Regions from separate parts of the Sus scrofa genome. Here regions 1 and 3 are each linked to region 2. A link is a contact called in public Hi-C and promoter capture Hi-C data. All regions are on one chromosome and are shown on one strand. The core of a region is the stretch at or near the end of the contact, and the rest is flanking DNA. Distances in the headings are between cores, read along the strand shown.

Region 1 (4,220 bases), core at 1,114-3,613, 230 kb after region 2:
CTAGGCCAGTGACTCTGCCCTCCACCCCCTGCATCTGAGAGGAGGCTGGGCCAGAGGTCGGTCTGCAGGTGAAAGGCAAATAGCACCCATTGAGCTCCTGCTGCCCTCCCTGAGGCCAGCCTCCAGGCCATGCTACCAACACTGTCCGAAGACTCTGGCGGGGGGGCCCTCAGGGCAGCAGCCCTGCCCGCATCTGGAAGGCCAGACCATCCCCTCGGGTGGCTTGCTGGGAAGAGAGCACACAGGAGGGGACACATGAGCAGCGGAGCTGGGGGTGGGCCTGGGCAAAAGGACGACACCCACCTTGTTGATCTCTCGGTGTCGTTCCTTGGTTACGATCTCCTCTAAGACCTCACCATCTCCCTTAATGAGCCTGGAGGGGGGAGGGGCGGGGCAGGCGGAGCCTCTAACTTAAGAGGCCAGGGCAACAGAAGCAGAAGCACCTGGCAGAAGCAACAAACCTCAGGCTCCCACCACCTTGAGTGGCTGGAGCCAGGCCACGCCCAACCTTGGGATAAAAGCAGCCTGGTAGGCTCTGCCATTAGACAGCGGCCCTTTGAAAACCCTCCTCAAGACCCTTCCAGCCCCTGCCATCATTTGCTCTGGGCAATGGGAAGGAATGGCCTGAGAAATTTCCACCAAGTGACTGTTTTTTCCCTCTCATCCTTGGCCTTTTTAGAGCAACAGCAGCTACCGCCCCCCTCCTGAGAGTGCTGGTCTGGAGCCAGTGCCCAGTCGCAGCTGTGGGGCCAGGCTTCCCACCTGGTGCGTCCTGTCTCTGGGTCAACCACCTTGCGGATGACGCTCTGCCGGGCATCCCACTCTTCCTTGGTCATGGGCTTCATGGCCTGGATGCGGGACTTCTGCTCATCTGTCAGGACTGGAAGATGAGATGGCAGGGAGGTGGGGGAGCCCTCAGGGAAGGGACCCTCCTTCCCCCGCCTCCCACACTCCAGGCAGCACAGTACCTGGGCCATCCTCTTCCTCCTCGGCTGCTCTGTGCCACTGGTCCAGCGAAGGTCCAGGCAGAGCCTCAGCTTGCTGCACCTTGGCCTTTTCCTTGCTTCTCTTCTTCAGCTTCTTCTTCCTTTTCTTCTTCTTCTTCCTCTTCTTGTCCTTGTGCTTCCCCCGCTTCTTCCGGCCATCGCTGGAGGAAGAGGAGGAGGACGAGGAGGAAGAGGAGCTAGAAGAACTGGAAGAAGAGGAGGAAGAGCTGGATCGTGGTCTCCTCCGGGCCTTGTGCTTGCTTCTCTCTGTGATGCATGGAGAAGGTGAGGCTGGAAGGCCAGGAGGGGAAGAAGTAAACCTTCGTCCCCTTGCTCTGGCCTGTAGCAGGCTCAGGCTGACCCCAGAGGCATGAAGCCCTCGGGCAGGGCTTTCCAGAAAAGGGATCAGCACCCTGTGGAGAGGCACTTTCTGGGCTGCCAAGTCACTGACCACCCAGGAGCAGGGCAACCAGCCCCCACATCTCCCGCCCAGCTGCACCAAAGATATGATTAAGTGCTCCTTTCACTCAGTATTCAATGGGCTGGTCCAGCCGCTGGATTCTGAGCATCCTTCAATCCAGATACCCAGGATCTACACTCTGGGTCCTCCTTTGAATAGTGCTCTCTGCAATTTTCCCAAAGCCAGTCCGGAAAAGCCCGCCCAGCTGCCTGCAACTTCCTCCATGAAGTTCCCTCACCCCTTTCCCATTCCCTCTGGTTCTCACCCTCCGCCCCAGAGGAGGTAGTGCTGGCTTTGCGGCTTTGGGATCTAGAAGCCGAGCAGCTCCTGGGAGCGTCCTTACTGCTCTTCTTCCTTTTCTTTTCCGACCCTCTGCCCCGGGACCGGCTGCGACTCCTCGAGCGCTTGCGAGAGCCGACGTGAGCCATAGCGCCGTGGGCTGGAGGCGGGGAGACGCGCTTAAACTGGGGGTCCCTGGGCCGGTCCGCAGACTGGGTTCCAAGAGCGGCTCTACTCAGAACCTGGTCCTCTAGGGATCGATACCCGTCACCACCCGGGGCAGGGATATGAGGGGATCTATGCAATCGCACAACCCGCACCCGCCCCTCGCCCCCAGGTATCCCAGATTCTCGGCGGGCTCCTGGATTCTCCGCAGCGGCCTCTTTAAGGGCCCGCCCCCGCCCGGACGCTCCACGCCTGCGCGATCCAGTTCAGGAGCCCTAGGAACGGCAGTGTTCCTCAGCTGCCAGGTGAGTTCTTTATTCCTTTCCGCGTACTCCTACCCTCCACCCCGCGCCCTCCGCAGCCTTGCCGCCTTAAAGAAAGTCTCCGAAGCTGCTCCGCTCCCGCCTCAACCGTCCATTTGGCCGGACCACCTGCCCTGCACCGCGCCTTAGAGTAAGGAAGTGGCTGCTGGGTGACTTCCGGTCTGGGGGTGCTGCTCGGGAGACAGTCCGGCTGCGAAGCGAGGCGCGGTTGCCTTTAGTTCTGAAGCCCCAGGTTCCGTTTCTGTGGCAGCCCAAGAAACGGAACCTGGCGCGATCACCACGGGAGAGGCGAGTTGGGCATCCAGGCTTCCGCCTACAGGTGGAGCTCCGAGACGAGAGACCTGCTCTCCAGCCTGGCGCCAGTCCTGGAGTTTGCAGGCCTTTTGCTGCAGCTGTGCTTCTCCCAACGCTGTTCTTTCGGCGCGCCTGCAGCACCCCCAGACTCCCTGGCGCCCCAGGGAAGAAGGCGACCCTACTGCGCGCCGCTTTTCCTTTCTGGATTGTCTTCGGATGTGTCCACTGCAACGCGCTGCGAGCTCCAGAGCTTTGGTCTTTCCATCGTCCCCACCCAGTAATACAGAGATCGCACTCAAACGTCCATAAGGACCAGAGGGATCATGGCAGTGAATGAGGAAGGGACCCTGTGATCAAGAGCACCACAGGCCTGTCTAGAGTGGGGACAGCTGAGACCCTGCTGATTTCTGCAGTACGGATTGGGGCCTGGTGTTCCCAGATCTTCCCACTCCCTTAAGAAGTCAGAACTCAAGATTTCAACATAGCTACATGCCTCATCCAGTCTTGGGGCCAAGTTGCAAACTCTTCAGTAGTGATGATAGCAGCAGACACAGGGCTGTTAAAAATCACTTTATAAACATGAGGCCCCAGAACAACTCTAGGCCATACTCACCAGGTGAGGAAAGTAAAGCACAGAGAGGTCACACGGCTTACCCACAGTCACAGGTGGAAGTGATCGAATCAGAATTAGAACCCAGGCAGTCTGGCTCCAGAGTCCCTGCTTTTAATCCCTCTGCAGTAACCCCTCTGTACCATCCAGAAGATGCCTTAGGTGGCTGGCCCAAATCCTCTTTGTAGACAGGTGTACTCGCCCCAAGCCGTGGTATTTGCTGCTGACACCTCACACCTGTGCCCTTCTCTGGACGACTCCCTTGGCCACTGGAGATGGATGTCTGGGAAGTTACTCACCCCCTCCCTACCCTGAAATACCTTAAAGCCAGTTAACTGATGTTGGGGGCAAACTGTGGTACCATTCATGCTGCAAAGAGCCTATAAGATTGGGCTGAAGCTGGATCCTTCTTGAAACCACATTTGGCCCAGCTGCTTCTGCCCTATCCTGGTTCCCCTTCTTCTGAGAGTATTCCCTCCTTAAACCACTTGCACAGGAATCCCCATCTCAGCCTCTGGTTCTAACAAGCCCAACCTAAGGGAGTTCCTGTTGTGGTGCAAAATGGGATCAGCAGCATCTCTGCAGTGCCAGGACACAGGTTCAATCCCCGGCCCGGCACAGATCTGGCATTGCCACAGCTGTGGCATAGGTTGCAACTGCAGCTTGGATCTGATCCCTGGCCTGGGAACTCCATATGCTTAGGGGTGGCAAAAACAAACAAACAAAACCCTGATCTAAGCCAGCCTGTCTACTGAAAGAATGACCCAGAAGCCCGCACATCCTTTTGAACCAAGAAGTACTGAGGGTTGCAGGGTGTTTATTTCTGCTGGATCCAACCAGGCTCAGGTCAGCGCACACAAGTCCACTGTGGCAGGCTCCTCGCGAGTGAAGCCATCGCCGAAGCCCTCGTCGTCCACCAGTTGGGGCTTGCGGCAGCACATGGGGCAGAGGCGGTTGCGCACAGCAGAGGCCCGGAGCCAGACAACCAGGTTCCAGCGCTCACCGGTGCCCAGGGGCCTGGCCCCGTGCAGCTGGCCCCCCCGATGCAGGATGCCCTGGCCCACCACGTGCTCCACCTCCAGCGGATGGGCCAGGGCTGAAGG
Region 2 (4,410 bases), core at 218-2,717:
CATGGATATTAGTCAGGTTTGTTACTGCTGAGCCACAACAGGAACTCCCCCGTTACTTGATTTTGGACTTAACATTTTTCTTGCAAGAAAACATACCTCCCTCTGCCTAGAACTGTCTCAGGAATTCCCGTTCCCATCTTTCTGTGAGTGCAAAATTCTCAAATAGAAATTTTGTAACCAACTGAAATTAGTGATAAAACTTTTGTGGGGGGGGGGCTTGAAACATGGTCACTGAAAAGAAAGCCATGTGCTTAAAAATAATTTGATTTGGGAGTTCCTTGGAGGTCTAGTGGCTAGAATTTGGCTCATTCACCGCCTGGGGTTCAATCCCTGGTCTGGAAGCTGAGATCTTACTTCAAGCTGCTACAAGCAGTAAGCTAGAAAAAAAAAAATTTTTTTTTTTTTAAATTTTGGTTAAGTATTACACATACAGTACTGATTGGGGATTTACACAACTGGGGAGGGAGGATTTCATTTATTTAAACTTGAAATGTTTCACACATGGAGTTTCGGGTAGACTGAATTTTTACTGTTGAAACAAAATTCTAGGTATTCTTAAGAGGCTCAGATCAGATGGAAGGTCTCTTCACAGATTTGCTATTCCAAGGGCAAATATCTTCTCCATCCTGGCTTCTCAACGACAGGGCTAGCAAAGTCCCTTTCTTGTGTGCTCAGGTCACCTGAAGGGAAATCTAACAGCTAGAAGTACCTTAAAGGTTAAGAACCTTTCGTCTGAAGAATAAGAACTGAACAGCGCGTGTAAGACGGGCTGGGGGCCCACGGGGAGGGATGCGGGTTCTCCTTGGTCCTTTCAAAGGACTGGCAAGAGCAGAACACCCACCATGCCTGAAATAAGCCCTGCTGCGCACTAACAGCTCCCTAAGGCTCTGCCTAAAGAGTAAATGAGCATCGCTCATGTGCCCTCGGGCCTCGGTGGAACTGTTTTCTCCACAAAAGTGGGCTCTCCTCCTCTCCCACTTCAGGTCCGAGAAGAGCCCTTGCCAATCCCCACAGCCTAGGGTAAACCAGGTTCAGGGAAAATTTAGCTCAGGTGTCTGGGCTGGCCTCAGGTCAATGAGCTGAGCGATTCAGGGTTGCGAACTGGGAAACTCAGGGGCACTAGTTCCCAGTCCTCTCTAGGAGCCCCTGACGATCGTGGGCAATCGTGGTACCTGGCTTCTCTGCAGACGCTTACCTGACCTCAGGACTGGCCTCCCGCCACCAATGTTCTGGAGGAACCGGAATCATCGCAGGACCGGGAAAGCAAACGCGATCCCGGGCCTGCGCACGCGCGGTATTCCTGCCGCAGCCCCCGCTCACCTGAGTCCCTTCATCTTACTAACTGCGCATGCGGGAAACAGAGGCTACTTTCCCGCGTAGCTGCAGTAGGTTCCCAGAGAGCCAATCAGATGAGAGGACCTGACAGCAGCCCCGCCCCCTCTCTTTTCTCAGGCATCCGACAGCCACTTCCTTGGGAGTTGGGGGACTGGCCTCTGGAAGTCGACGCGCTGGCCGCGGCTCGGCCGTCTCCGCCCCCTTCCGGGCAGCCAATTGCATCTAAGACGTCTGGCGCGCGCACGCTCCCTCGAGTTTAACGGTCGCGAGAGGCCGCTCGCCCGATCGTAACATCAGCAGTGAGAGCCGGGGCCAGGTAAGCGGCCGCCGGCCTGAGGGGAGCTGCCAGTCACGGGGGAAAGGGGACGCGATATCGAAGACACCAACTCAGCGGACCCTTGGGTGTGCTGATGGGTTAGGGCGGGGGTAGCCGACGGTCAGCAGAAACCACCGCAGCAAAACCAGCGGGCGTGTGGGGCTTTGCCTGCGGACGTGAGCCTTTTCTAGACTCTGTGCCCTTGAGTGACATCCTCACGGCCCAATCGCGGAGCACCTCTTCCCGAGGGGCGGGGGGCTTGAGGGATTTCGCTTTTCTCCCCCCACACCCCCCGCTCAGCTTCCTCTGCTTACTTTTGGGGGATTATAATTATAGTTTATTGGTTGGAGCAGTGGCTTTAACTCTGGCCTCTCTACTGTCTACAGTTGAGGCGACTGCGTGGGTCCTCCCTCGCCTTCCTACTTTAATCCGAGAGCCGCCAGCAGCAGTTGCGGTGCGTCTGTGAGCACGAGAATGTCAGGATCTGGCCTCAAAACCTGAAATCATCCCTTCCGTCCCCCTTCTCAGGTTCCCAACAAAGCAGAACGCCTCGTTAACATATTCTCAGTGAATCAGTTGTTCTTTTCCCCGTTAACTCCTTTTTTTTGCTAGGAGCTGGAGACATCAAAAGCATCATATTTTGTTGCTGGAAGATACAAAAATGTCTCAGTTCTTATATACATTCTCCAGCAGCTTTTTAAAATTTTGCATTGTGTATCGGTTTTTTATCTTTTTAGGGCCGTACCCACCGCATACGGAGTTTCCCAGGCTAGGGGTCGAATTGGAGCTGCAGCCACTGGCCTAGGCTACAGCCACAGCCAGGCCAGATCCGAGCCCCGTCTGCGACCTACACCGTATGTCCGGATCCTAAACGCACTTAACAAGGCCAGGGATCGAACCTGCGTTCTCACAGTTCCTAGTCAGATTCCTTTCCGCTGAGCCACGAAGGGAACTCCTATATCAGTTTTTTAAAAATTTATCTCTGCTGTCACCCAGCTCTTTCCCCCCACCCCCCAAACTGGGGAAGCCTCATCGCATTTCACATGGTTTTCCATCTGCATCTACTGCATCCGGATTAACTCAGTGGGGGAAATAATTGATGGGGTATCATTTGCATGCAGATGCACCTCCCTGGAGAGCTTGTGTTTTCCTGCTAGAAGAGCAAGGTGATTTGAATTCCGGTATTTTCGTTGCCAGATGGAAGGTGCAGCCTCTGACTTTTTCAATACCCCATTTGTCGTTGGTGATGGGCTGAGTCACTGGGGAGAAATCATTTAGCTAGGTCCGGTTACCCTTGGCTTTCACACCTGTCCCTGAAGGAAATGATTCCTTTATGAGCTGATGTTTTCAAGGTTGCTTTGTCAAACCGGGCCCTAGAAAGTGGGAACCTAGAGGAACCAGAATAATAGTTAATTTTCCTCTTTCTCATTCCTTAACACTTCTGTTTTGTAAGCAGCATAGGTTTTCTTTATTTTTTCCCCTTACTCCATGGCTCCTTTTTTTTTTTTTTTTTTTTTTTTTAAACTACATGAGTTGACTTGTTATAACCAGTTTATCTCTGTACATCTAGCTTCAGTTAAATTTTAGTTGACCTGGCAAATAGTTATTTTTAAGAAGTAGCATATGCATAGAGTACTTTTGGATATGCATAGAGTTTTTTCTTTTCTTAAAAAATAGAGTACAAAAGTACTCCATGCATATAGTATATGGGGAAAAAGCCATTGTTAACAGTTTAATTGGCTGTTTTCAGTACCAAATTAAATACTAAGTAGTTCCTATTCATTTATTCACTGTATGAATCAACAGGCATAGATAATATGGTAGAACTTGTTAAAGACATGAACAAGGCATGTAAGTATTCCAGTTGTTACTAGTAGAATTGTGTCTGGAACTTTGATTATTAAACTTTTTTTTTGTCTTTTTAGGGCCCCACCCTTGGCATATGGAGGTTCCCAGGCCAGGGGTCAAATCAGAGCTGTAGCTGTTGGCCTACACCACAGCTCATGGCAACGCCGAATCCTTAACCCACTGAGCAAGGCCAGGGATCACATCTTCGTCCTTGTGGATGCTAGTTAAATTCGTTTCCGCTGAGCCACAACAGGAACTCCTGTCAAACATGTTTTGAAATATAACCTGAAAAGAAACACTTCTGCAAATTACCATTATTGTAGTTTTTTTATTGAGATATAATTCGCATACTGCAAATTTTTTTAAAGTATACAATTCAGTGAGTTTTAGTATATTCACTAGTATAGAATTGTAGAACCATCACTACTAATTCTAGAACTTTTCATCTGCCCCAAAAGATACCCCAGACCTTTCAGTCACTCCCATTCTTTCCTTCTCTCAGCTCCTGGTAACCATTAATCTCATTTCTATCTACTCTAGATAATTCTTATGAATGGACTCATACAATACATAGTCTTTTATTGAGCTTCTTTTGCTTAGCATAATGTTTTCAGTGTTCATCCACATTGTAGCATAAATCAGTGCTTTATTCTTTTCTGTGATGAAAAAAGATTCCATTATATGGCTAATCACATTGTTTATCCATGTTTCAGTTGATGGACATTTGCGTTGTTTCTGAATTTTGGCTCTTATGAATAATGTTGCTATCCTTAATATAGATTTATATAAAAGGATCAAGGTTTTCAAAGTCTTGAAAAGACAGTTGCTAGGTTTAGTGGCTTTTTGTAATTTTTGTTCCTCATTCATTTTCAGACTCTCTCTGGAGCTTAGGACATTTCACAGTTCTGAAT
Region 3 (3,785 bases), core at 536-3,035, 180 kb before region 2:
ACTTCCATATGCCGTGGGTGCGGCCCTAAAAAGCAAAAGGAAAACAAACACAAAAGGACCACTTCATTCAAAACTGAGAGGCAGGACATTATATCATCTCCCACCAAACTGTAAATGGAGGACGTATATGTGTGTCATCATTAGCGAGCAACTTTGGAAAAGACACTTCTCTGGTAACTTGTAAAAGGATGACGAACAGCTAGAACAAGGGAAGGAGCTTCAGATGGTTTTGGTCTGGCTTGGGCTCTGCCTCCAACTCACTTAAGGTTCTAATCTTACTTCCTACCTCCATCATAAGGTTGCAAGATAAAAACAAAAACCAAAGACCATAACAATTATAGTTAACTTGTCTTGAACACTTAGGAGGTGCCAGGCATTGTGCTAAGCACTTATCTCCCTTCACTTCTCAACAATACCAGGACACGTGTACTTCTGTTATTGCTATTTCAGATGTGGAAGGTGAGCTGCAAAAACGGCTGTCTTTTGTCCCAAAACACAGAAGTAGCCCAGCCAGGTAATGAGAACCAAGGGCTTTCTTGACTCCAGAAATTAAGTTCTTAACTATTTTCTTAGATGGCTGTCATAAAATATAAAGCTTTGGAGAGAGGGACAGGAAAAAGCTGACCAGGTCTGGGTTTTGAGGCTGAAAACCCCCACACTCTCCACCCCTGCAACCAAATGGGAGAGAAACCCCTTCCCCCATTCCACAAGCTCACAACGATCCACCAAAAATTTTTTGACATAATTGTACAAGGTCAGAAGTCCTGTTCAAAGCTTTAAGAGCTCTTCAAATTAAAATATGGAGAGAATTATAAAGGGATAAAATGAATTTTGTTTCCTTCCCGATCTGTATGCTCCTATCAATACTAAATACCAAGAAAACAGCGGGCTTCACGGCTTCTCATTCTTTCTTGCTGTATTTTCTCCGTTGCAACATTATATTGAGATTTCCTTCAACAATCTCTTTGAAATTTTATATTCTCGTCATTATTTCATTAACGAGGATGGGATGTGAAAGATGAATGGGGGGGGGGTGGAGATGGGTGCGTCAATGAACCATTAAAGACCGAAGGGCGGAAAGTGAAAAAGCGCAGGAATTAGAGTCAGAACACCCAGGTTTAAGACCTAGTGCAATCTTGGGCAAAATTTAAATCATCTGTAAAATGTTGCTAAGCGCCTCTTCACTGCATAACAGAAGGCCTACGAAAGTGTTTTATAATTATAAAGCATTATGTAAATAAAAGCTATTATTAAACAAGTAAACAGACAAGACACACCTCTCCAGGCTGATTATACATAGTAAAACACTCCCGCGCTTCCCAGGTGGGAAACTGAAGGCTGGCCCACAGGGCCCTCCGAGCACGCGCAGTGAGGCTATGGAAGCCAAGGCGGAAGTCTCTGTGATAGTCTATACTCCCAGTCCCCTCGCAGCACCTCGGTCTCTCGGCCGCCGGCCTTTCAGACTACCTCTCCCAGCCCCTCACCTTGTAGGTAGGCGCAAGACTGAAGGAACCATCCTGCCAACCAAGTTATAGCCCCCGCTCCCCGCAGCATAAACCCAAAAGGTCTCCCCATTTGCCCGGCTTCAACATGGCGGCCCACACACTAACCGACACACTGTCCAGGCGGAATTCCCTGGTCCTCCTCGCCTGGGTGGGCCCCGCTCCCACTAAACCGCTCTGGTTCACTTCAGAAGACTCGGGATTCCTTTCCCATGGAGACTGATGCCGAGCGTGGAGCGACGGTAGGTTCTTCCGGCCCGCCTGACCGGAACTTTACATCGGGAGCTACAGATTCGTCACGGGCCCTGATTTGGTTTTTGCTTTCATTTAAAAAATCTAATCGCATGCATTGAGCATCGAAGGCTCCATTGAGTATCGTCTCCAAAAAGAATGAACTTTTCGCTTTTCTAAAATTTTTCGCCAGGACAAAAAATGCTAAATTGAACAATTGAGTTGGAAGACTATCGAATGTGCTGCTAATCCTGTGAGATTCGCAGAATCGCTCTCCTTATTGAAGAGATCTTTGAGCGCCAGTGAGACTTTTCGTTCTCAGGTTCACTGTGAGAAATTGATTTTGTTTTGTTTTTTTTCCTTAGAAAATGCGTATGCTAGTTCACAAGGAAACTGTGTACGTATGTTTTCCCAGAGTTTTTCTAACCCCTAAATTTAACAAATTCGCTCCCCGCACAAGCAAAACAGTTCTTCAAAGTGAGCTCGGAAACAAGAATCGCGTGGAAGCGTGTTAAAATGCCGTTTTCCGAGCCTCACAGAGATCTCTGAATTCAGAATCTCTGAAAAAAATGTATTTTTTTGGAAAGTCCCCAAATGATTCTTTTTTTTTTTTTTTTTTTGTCTTTTTGCTATTTCTTGGGCCGCTCCCGCGGCATACGGAGGTTCCCAGGGTAGGAGTCAAATCGAAGCTGTAGCCGCCAACCTACGCCAGAGCCACAGCAAAGCGGGATCCCAGTCGCGTCTGCAACCTACACCACAGCTCATGGCATCGCCGGATCTTTTAACCCACTGAGCAAGGCCAGGGATCGAACCCTCAACCTCATGGTTCCTAGTCGGATTCATTAACCACTGTGCCACGACGGGAACTCCCCCAAATGACCCTTTAAGAACCCATGCCCAGATTTAAAACCAGGGCGTGGGAGGGGAGACCCATGTGGTCAGTAAATATTTATAGAGTAGATAGATGTATACATTCAGACTATGTTATGTTTCTTTTTTGTTAGGTCAGTGTATTCGGGTAGATTACGACTTGAACAACGAATTACTTGATACAGTTGTGCTTTCATAAATCTGATGATGAGTATCTCATGATGTTCTTCATTCACTCATTTTCTGATTCATTCTTACAAGTGGGTGATTTCTGCAAACAACTCATCTCATTTTGCTTCCAATCTTATTCTTAGAAGGTAAGCCAAATCACCATTTACTAAGGGTATATTACTGTTCTTTTTTTTTTTTTTTTTTTTTTGTCTTTTGTCTGTTGTTGTTGTTGCTATTTCTTGGAACGCTCCGCGGCATATGGAGGTTCCCAGGCTAGGGGTTGAATCGGAGCTGTAGCCACCGGCCTACGCCAGAGCCACAGCAACGCGGGATCCGAGCCGCGTCTGCAACCTACACCACAGCTCACGGCAACGCCGGATCGTTAACCCACTGAGCAAGGGCAGGGACCGAACCCGCAACCTCGTGGTTCCTAGTCGGATTCGTTAACCACTGCGCCACGACGGGAACTCCTATATTACTGTTCTTAGTCTTTATTGAATTTTGTACGTGAAGCAAAGGTCCTGAATATCTATAGCTTTCTTTATAGTACCTTTTCTTTTCTTTTCTTTTCTTGCTTTTTAGGGCTGAACCCATGGCATATGAAAGTCCCCAGGCTAGGTGTCGAATCAAAGCTGCACCTGAGGCCTACACAACCACAGCAACACTTCAGCCAAACTACATCTGTGACCTACATCACAGCTTGAAGCAATGCCAGGTCCTTAACCCACTGAACGAGACCAGGGATAGAACCACCATCATGGATACTAGTCGTCTTCTTACCAGGTGAATCATAAGGGGAACTCCATATAGTACGTTTTCTTAAAATTCATTAACAAAATGTATTGAGTTTAAAAATGAGCCATATCTATAGTTTAAACATTTATATTTAAAAATATGTGTGTATGGTATATACATGCAGTTGAATACTGTTCAGCCTTAAAAAGGAAGGAAATTCTGATAATTGCAACTTGGATGAACCTGGAAGACATTATGCTAGGTAAAATAAGCCAG

Evidence for each region. Promoter capture Hi-C pulls out the DNA fragments that hold promoters and counts their contacts. Hi-C and Micro-C count contacts between places; a contact is called where the count stands out from the background.
Region 1: a contact with region 2 is called in a promoter capture Hi-C map of liver, with 4 times the contacts expected there. The contact joins the promoter of ARL6IP4 here to the promoter of MPHOSPH9 in region 2. A contact is called at or near these places in 1 of 5 promoter capture datasets (liver) and 5 of 47 Hi-C or Micro-C datasets (heart right ventricle, liver, mesenteric adipose tissue and 1 more).
Region 3: a Hi-C map of liver shows a contact between it and region 2, with 5 times the contacts expected there. The contact joins the promoter of SNRNP35 here to the promoter of MPHOSPH9 in region 2. A contact is called at or near these places in 1 of 47 Hi-C or Micro-C datasets (liver) and 1 of 2 datasets of contacts at active chromatin or transcription factors (alveolar macrophages).

Annotation. Positions count from the first base shown.
Region 1 is chr14:29,886,107-29,890,326 of Sscrofa11.1, forward strand. It overlaps ARL6IP4 (ADP ribosylation factor like GTPase 6 interacting protein 4), which reads right to left and starts at 2,364. Exons shown (of 5, transcript NR_033706.1): 1 at 1,712-2,364; 2 at 969-1,192; 3 at 763-880; 4 at 304-373; 5 at 1-222. It overlaps OGFOD2 (2-oxoglutarate and iron-dependent oxygenase domain-containing protein 2), which reads right to left. Exons shown (of 7, transcript XM_001928564.5): 7 at 3,897-4,220. The coding sequence ends at 3,960.
Region 2 is chr14:29,657,561-29,661,970 of Sscrofa11.1, forward strand. It overlaps MPHOSPH9 (M-phase phosphoprotein 9), which reads left to right and starts at 1,468. Exons shown (of 24, transcript XM_021074060.1): 1 at 1,468-1,651; 2 at 4,373-4,410. It overlaps C14H12orf65 (probable peptide chain release factor C12orf65 homolog, mitochondrial), which reads right to left and starts at 1,346. Exons shown (of 4, transcript XM_001928287.6): 1 at 1,196-1,346.
Region 3 is chr14:29,475,266-29,479,050 of Sscrofa11.1, forward strand. SNRNP35 (U11/U12 small nuclear ribonucleoprotein 35 kDa protein) reads right to left here and starts at 1,786. Exons shown (of 2, transcript XM_003359089.4): 1 at 1,611-1,786. It overlaps RILPL2 (RILP-like protein 2), which reads left to right and starts at 2,870. Exons shown (of 5, transcript XM_013982786.2): 1 at 2,870-2,920.